Regions from separate parts of the Callithrix jacchus genome. Here region 2 is linked to region 1. Evidence: chromatin contacts called from public Hi-C data. All regions are on one chromosome and are shown on one strand. Each heading gives the region's core, a stretch centred on a gene start, on an enhancer-like site or on the middle of the called end of the contact. The rest is flanking DNA. Distances are from core to core; before and after follow the strand shown. Region 1 overlaps SUDS3 (SIN3A corepressor complex component SDS3). Region 2 has its middle 250 kb from the start of SUDS3.

Region 1 (2,927 bases), core at 220-2,719:
AAACATTTTTTTCTGTTCTGTATTAGGCATTCTGGTAGGCATGAAATGGATACTGCCATCATTTCTCAGGTCCTTTCGTTCTGATATATTTCTATTCTTTGTTCATATGCAGGCAGGCATTTTAAGTCGTAGGTCACATGGCTTGCTTTGCCTTCCCATTTGGTTATATTGAGAATGTTTTTCTGGGTTACTGTAAGGTGTCTGCAATTATTTATAATGGCTATATAATGATCCTTTGAGTTTTAATATCCAAAAGTTCCAAAATTTAGGGTAATGGGTTGTTTTGAATTCTTAAAAAAATAAAAACAGCATTGCGTTAGGTTGTTTACTTGATAACATTGTACTTGTCAAAAATGCTTAGAGGTCTAGTCATGCCTGAAGTAAATCATTTCTACCTATGAGGTGGCATGAGTTAATTACCCAATAGATGCTGGCGGCTTGCCTTATCCCTAAGGCTGATCTTAATGACTTCTTCCCCTCTGATTTGGTTTTCTTTGGCATTCTTCAGGAAGGTCGCTTTGTGTTATGTCTTCTTATGTCTCAGAACACATCACCACTAGGTGGCAGGCTCTAACAGCTTACCACTGAGAAGGGCAAAATGAGATGAAAAATGTTTCTAATAATGAAAACCAAATAACCTTTAAAGATCAAGCCCACACATAAGAAGCATCTTTGAAAATGATGAGATTTATCACTAACATTTTTACGGATCTGTGAGTCTTAAAGCCATGTGATATTTCCAACGATGTTCATTTTGTAACTGCGTTGCTTTGAATCTTCCTCTTTCTAAGCTTAATCCTCAGACTTTATGAGACGTGTCTTGAGGGTGAAAATGGAGTAAAATAAAATTCTTTTTGTTTTAATCTTTTTTTTTTTTTTTTAAAGATGGGGGTTTCACCTTGATGGCCAGGCTGGTCTTGAACTCCTGACCTCAGGTGATCCACCCACCTTGGCCTCCCAAAGTGCTAGGATTACATGCATAAGAATTCTTGTTTTTTTTTTTTTAAAGAAAGAACTCACAGTATCTGGTGTTTCCTAATGTAAACAGAATGGTCAGATTTGATGTGTTAGAACCCCTAAGTAATTTGAAGGAATTTTCATCATCTTTCTTACATTAGCAGCAGAAATTTAGAAACGAATGTTACCAGACACATTTAACTTTTTCAGTGAATCTGAAATTGTTTATTCTCTTGTTAAATATACTTTGAGAATGTTGCTTTCTTCTCTATTCCGTGTACTTTTCAGTTTTGGCTGTGGCAGTCAGAGACAATAATGCAGTTGTTGAAGATGGGCCCCTCTCTTCCTCAGTGACAGTTCAAAAGTGTTCCTGGGAATCCTGGCCAAGGCTTTCACTGCAGAGCCAGCCTCTCCCATCTCCCCAGGCTCATGTTTGGCTTTTGTATCTGTTTGGAGGTTTCGTTTTTCTTTCTTCGGCAGACTTGGCCTGTGGCTGAGAGGTCAGCTGCGTTTCTTTATGCTCTTTCCAGGGGTGTGGAATGTTTTGGTGCAGCCGTATTTTTGGCAGAAGATGTCTTGCTGAGTTTTAAATGGCTTCAGCAAAACAAATGGGATTCAGGCTTCCCATCTTAGTGTGAATACTTGCCCAGCTTCCTTTCATTTTGAAAGATAAGGATCTTCCCTTTGCCTTGGTCTTACACTGCATTTAAGGCATTTTATATCCGGCTATAATTTACCTCACATTTTGATTTGGACTAATGACCTCTCAAAAAATACTGTGAAAAAGCAGCTGATATTTGAAAATAACTAACTGATGGTACCAGTGGACTTCTTTTTTCTCTCCTAATTTTAAATCTGGGGCTGCTATCGTGAATCAGAAATGAAGCCACCCACTTGCTCAAGTGGATTTCACACTCCACCTTTGGTCGACACAAAAGACTAACTAAAACAGTGAATATTTACCAGGAGAATTGGGACTCCTTGAGGTTCTGAAACTATAACATGGACTCACTTTTTGGGGAAATAAAGTGTTAATACCAGGATTCTCAGTAGGATACAAAATTAAATTAATTTTGTTCCCTCCTTGCCCTACTTTTGTGCCCACCTTCTTAAGAAATTGCTTTTTCAAAATAGTACAGTAGTGGTAATTTCTGGTTTTGTTGGGTTTAATAATGAGGCACAAAGCTTTAAGAACTTAATTGTAGAGAGTCCCAGGTCAGAATTTCCATTAGTTACAAAGTAATAAAGTCAGTTTGACATGTGGGGCTTATTCTTTGTTCCTATTTAAAGTATCTTTTGTCAGCAACTGAGTTGCAGCTTGTAAAACAGGTTAATTGGCCAAAAAAAGAATAATGCACATTGTTACTACCTTATTGATGTTGTGTCCTAGCACATTTTTTATCTAAATAAATTTTTAAATTCTCCCTCCCACTTTGGTTTTTCTTTAGAAATTGAAAAGTAAATTTGTATGTTAAGGTTGTCACATACTTTTTGGTTTCATCTATAAAACTCCCCATATGAACACTTTATTTTTTAATTTTTTTGAGACAGGGTCTCACTGTCACCTAGGCTGGTGTGCAGTGGTGCGATCATAGCTCACTGGAGCCTTCATCTCCCTGGCTCACGCATTCTTCCCGCCTCAACCTCCCGAGAGCTGAGACTACAGTCCTCCACTGCCATGCCTGGCTAATATATATATTTTTTATTTTTAGTAGAAATGAGGTCTCTCTATGTTGCCTACGCTGTTCTTAAACTCCTGAGTTAAGTGATCCTCCTGCCTCAGCCTCCCAAAGTGCTGGGATTACAGGTGTGAGCCTTGAACACTTTAATATCTAAGGACTTATCTTTTCAGAGAATCCAAATAATGTAATAGATTTGAAATCTAGGGATAATGGTTCCCCAAGACATCATGTAGTGCATGAGAATCCCTTGAAGGTCTCAGAGACTGTGGTTCAGGAGGGACCTGGGGA
Region 2 (2,927 bases), core at 122-2,621, 220 kb after region 1:
TGACCTCGTGATCCACCTGCCTCGGCCTCCCAAAGTGCTGGGATTACAGGCTTGAGCCACCATGCCCAGCCCTTGTATTTTTAGTAGAGATGGGGTTTCACCATGTTGGCACCATGTTGGCCAGGCCGTTCTTGAACTCCTGACCTCAAGTGATCTGTCCTCCTTGGCCTCCCAAAGTACTGGGATTATAGGCGTGGGCCACCCTGCCTGCCTGGGACTCCTTTATTTTGCAGGTGAGAGATCTGGGGATTCACGACTTGCCCTGCATTGCACTTCGGCCCCCAGACCCACTGCTATTCCTGCTGCCAACAACTCCCAACGCTCTGGCCATGCTGTACAGTGGTTTCAGCATTTCCACACGTATTGTCTTGTAGCTCCCTGAAGTTTAGGGTTTTGCATGCCACCTTTACTGTTTTTTAAAATATTCTCTCTTAAAAAATCAAAACTGAAAACCAAAAAATGTCAGCCAATCCTACGCAATATTATCAGTGAACTCGTAGTCTGATATTCTTTCAACAAATTTTGTTGAGCACGTAGTGTATACCTGACACTGTTTTAGGTTCTGGGAGTACTTCGGTGCACCAAAAGAGAAAGCCCCTGATCGTAGGGTGAGGGGAGACACACAATGAATGAATTAATAAATGTATACAATATCGAGGTGGTGATAGGTGACATAAGGTAAAATAGAGCAGGTGAAAGTGACAGAGCCCAGCAGTGTAATACAATAACTATACACATAAATTTCAGAATAAACATGGCCATTCAGGTACCATCTGGATTTGTGTTATACTACCAGGATTACATAAAATACATCATGCTGTTTGGAAAACCTTCAAGCAGCCCCAGGAAGGTGGGTCACGTGGGATCACCCTTTGTTCTTACTAAGCAGGAAACAGGTTCTGAGAAGTGTAGTGATTTTCCCAGGTCCACAGAGCCAGAAAGTGCTAGACTTGCGCCCTCTGATTCTGTCTCCTGCCTCTGTCATTTTCTACATTGGATACAAATTCTGCCCTGAAGGAGTCTGAAGTTACAGTTGACCTAGTTTCCCCATGGAGCGGGACTGCCCGTCCACATCCCACCTGGTGTTTAGCTTCCCTGCTGTGAGCTGGTGGCGTCTCCCAGCGTCCCCAGACAGGAGGACAGGTTACAATTGATCGCCCTGTTGCCTTTGCTCCCCTGACCAGGCTGAGCCACCGCCAGAGATAAACTTGCTGATATTTCAGGGTGGAGATAGCATCTCTCCAGCCACCCTCCTTCATAAGCTTCCAGTCATTGGAGAGGGCGATAACCTTATCTCGTTTTACACATGTTCCTACCTGCCTCCCAGCCCCTCATGCAGTTGGGTTCCCCAGGGGCTAGAATAGGTTCCCACCCACCTATTCAGGGTGAAAACCAAAACAGGACTCTCTACTTAGAGAATGGGCATTGGCAACCTGGTGTTCCTTTGAAGAATGAGTGCCCCATTCAAAGATGTCTTATTTGGCCTCAAAATATCTTCCTCTCCTATGAGGTATCTAGGGTTGATCTATTTCACTTGGGAAATATGAAGCTCAGAGAGGTCAAGTGACCTGCCTAAGGTTGCACAGCATAGGTAAGGAATGGCCTTAAAATGAGATAGGTAGGGCCGGGTGCCCTACCTATCTCAGCACTTTGGGAGGCCAACATGGGTGGATCACCTGAGGTCAGAAGTTCAAGACCAGCCTGGCCAACATGGTGAAACCCTGTATCTACTAAAAAATGCAAAAATTAGCCGGGTGTGGTGGCAGGTGCCACCCAAGTAGCTCCCAGCTACTTGGGAGGCTGAGGCAGGGACAATTGCTTGAACCCGGGAGGCAGAGGTTGCAGTGAGCCGAGATTGCACCATTGCACTCCAGCCTGGGCGACAGAGCGAGACTCCATCTAAAAAAAAAGAAGAAAGAAAGAAGACAGGCAGGATAACCTCAGTGCTGTTATGAAGACAAAATTAACAGTGGTCATGAAAGAAGAGCCTGACAATGAGATATTGCTAAGTGTTGATGTGCTTCCCTGGCTGGGCGAACCACACTGTTCCAGGCCAGCAATGGTACGCTGTTATGGTTCCCTTCATTAATAGTAATAATAGTCATGGTATTGGGCGATCTCTGGGGCTTGTCATGTGTCCTGTCATGGTGCAGGAAATATTTATTGATAAATTGAGAAGGCAGCCCCAGCAAGGTCAGGGAAATAATAATCCTTGCTAACATTTACTAAGCACTAACTGTATACCAGTCACTGCACTAAGTACTCTTTAAAAGTATTTTAAAATTAAAATTATACAGACAATTTAGAATAGTGGTTCTCAGCTGAGTTGGAGGACGGCAATGCGTGGGTGCCTTTGTGCTTGTCCCAGGTGGGGAGGGTGGAGGGTTCTATCAGCATCTAGTAGGCGAAGGCCAGCATCCTACAGGGCCTAGGAAAGCACCACACAACCCAAAATTATCTGGTCCCAAATGTCAGTGGTGCTGGGGTTGAGAAACTGCAGTTTAGATTCAAATAGTTCTACAAAACATGTTGCATAAAACAGCAATTTCCCAGCCTTTCTCTCCTTTTCCTCTCTTTAAAAGCAACCACTTTGCCTATTTGGTGGGTTATTTTATCTACTTATACTTTTCTAAGTAGCCTGCTTTATTTTTTGAGACTTTCTGATTACTCCATCCTGGACATGATCTGTTAGCTTCTCACTAGGAAAGGTGTGAAATTAGCTCTCTCTTCTCTGCCCCCAGCTGTTCCTGCCTATACATAAGACCTCCCCCCGCCCCAGCCATAGCTACAGATCTGTTGTAATGTCTGTTGGATCAATATTCAGTGTTTACATTACTCTAACCGTAAATGATGTTTGCTGTGAATGTTGCAGTCAACTCAGATGACTTTTCCCTCCTACAAAACCTTTTGTTCTCTCTGAAGTTAAT

The links. Hi-C and Micro-C count contacts between places; a contact is called where the count stands out from the background.
Region 2: a Hi-C map of skeletal muscle shows a contact between it and region 1, with 12 times the contacts expected there. The contact joins two enhancer-like sites. A contact is called at or near these places in 2 of 3 Hi-C or Micro-C datasets (both in skeletal muscle).

What each region holds. Positions count from the first base shown.
Region 1 is chr9:121,463,847-121,466,773 of calJac240_pri, forward strand. All of the region lies in intron 10 of SUDS3 (SIN3A corepressor complex component SDS3), which reads left to right. Among named protein-coding and RNA genes, the nearest start is that of SUDS3, 30 kb to the left of the region's middle. Within about 2 kb of position 1,470, at least 3 of the 16 cell types and tissues checked have an H3K27ac peak or open chromatin away from gene starts, as enhancers often do. A contact at or near this core is called in skeletal muscle, where this site is marked.
Region 2 is chr9:121,686,475-121,689,401 of calJac240_pri, forward strand. No RefSeq gene overlaps it. Among named protein-coding and RNA genes, the nearest start is that of SUDS3, 250 kb to the left of the region's middle. Within about 2 kb of position 1,372, at least 1 of the 16 cell types and tissues checked has an H3K27ac peak or open chromatin away from gene starts, as enhancers often do. A contact at or near this core is called in skeletal muscle, where this site is marked.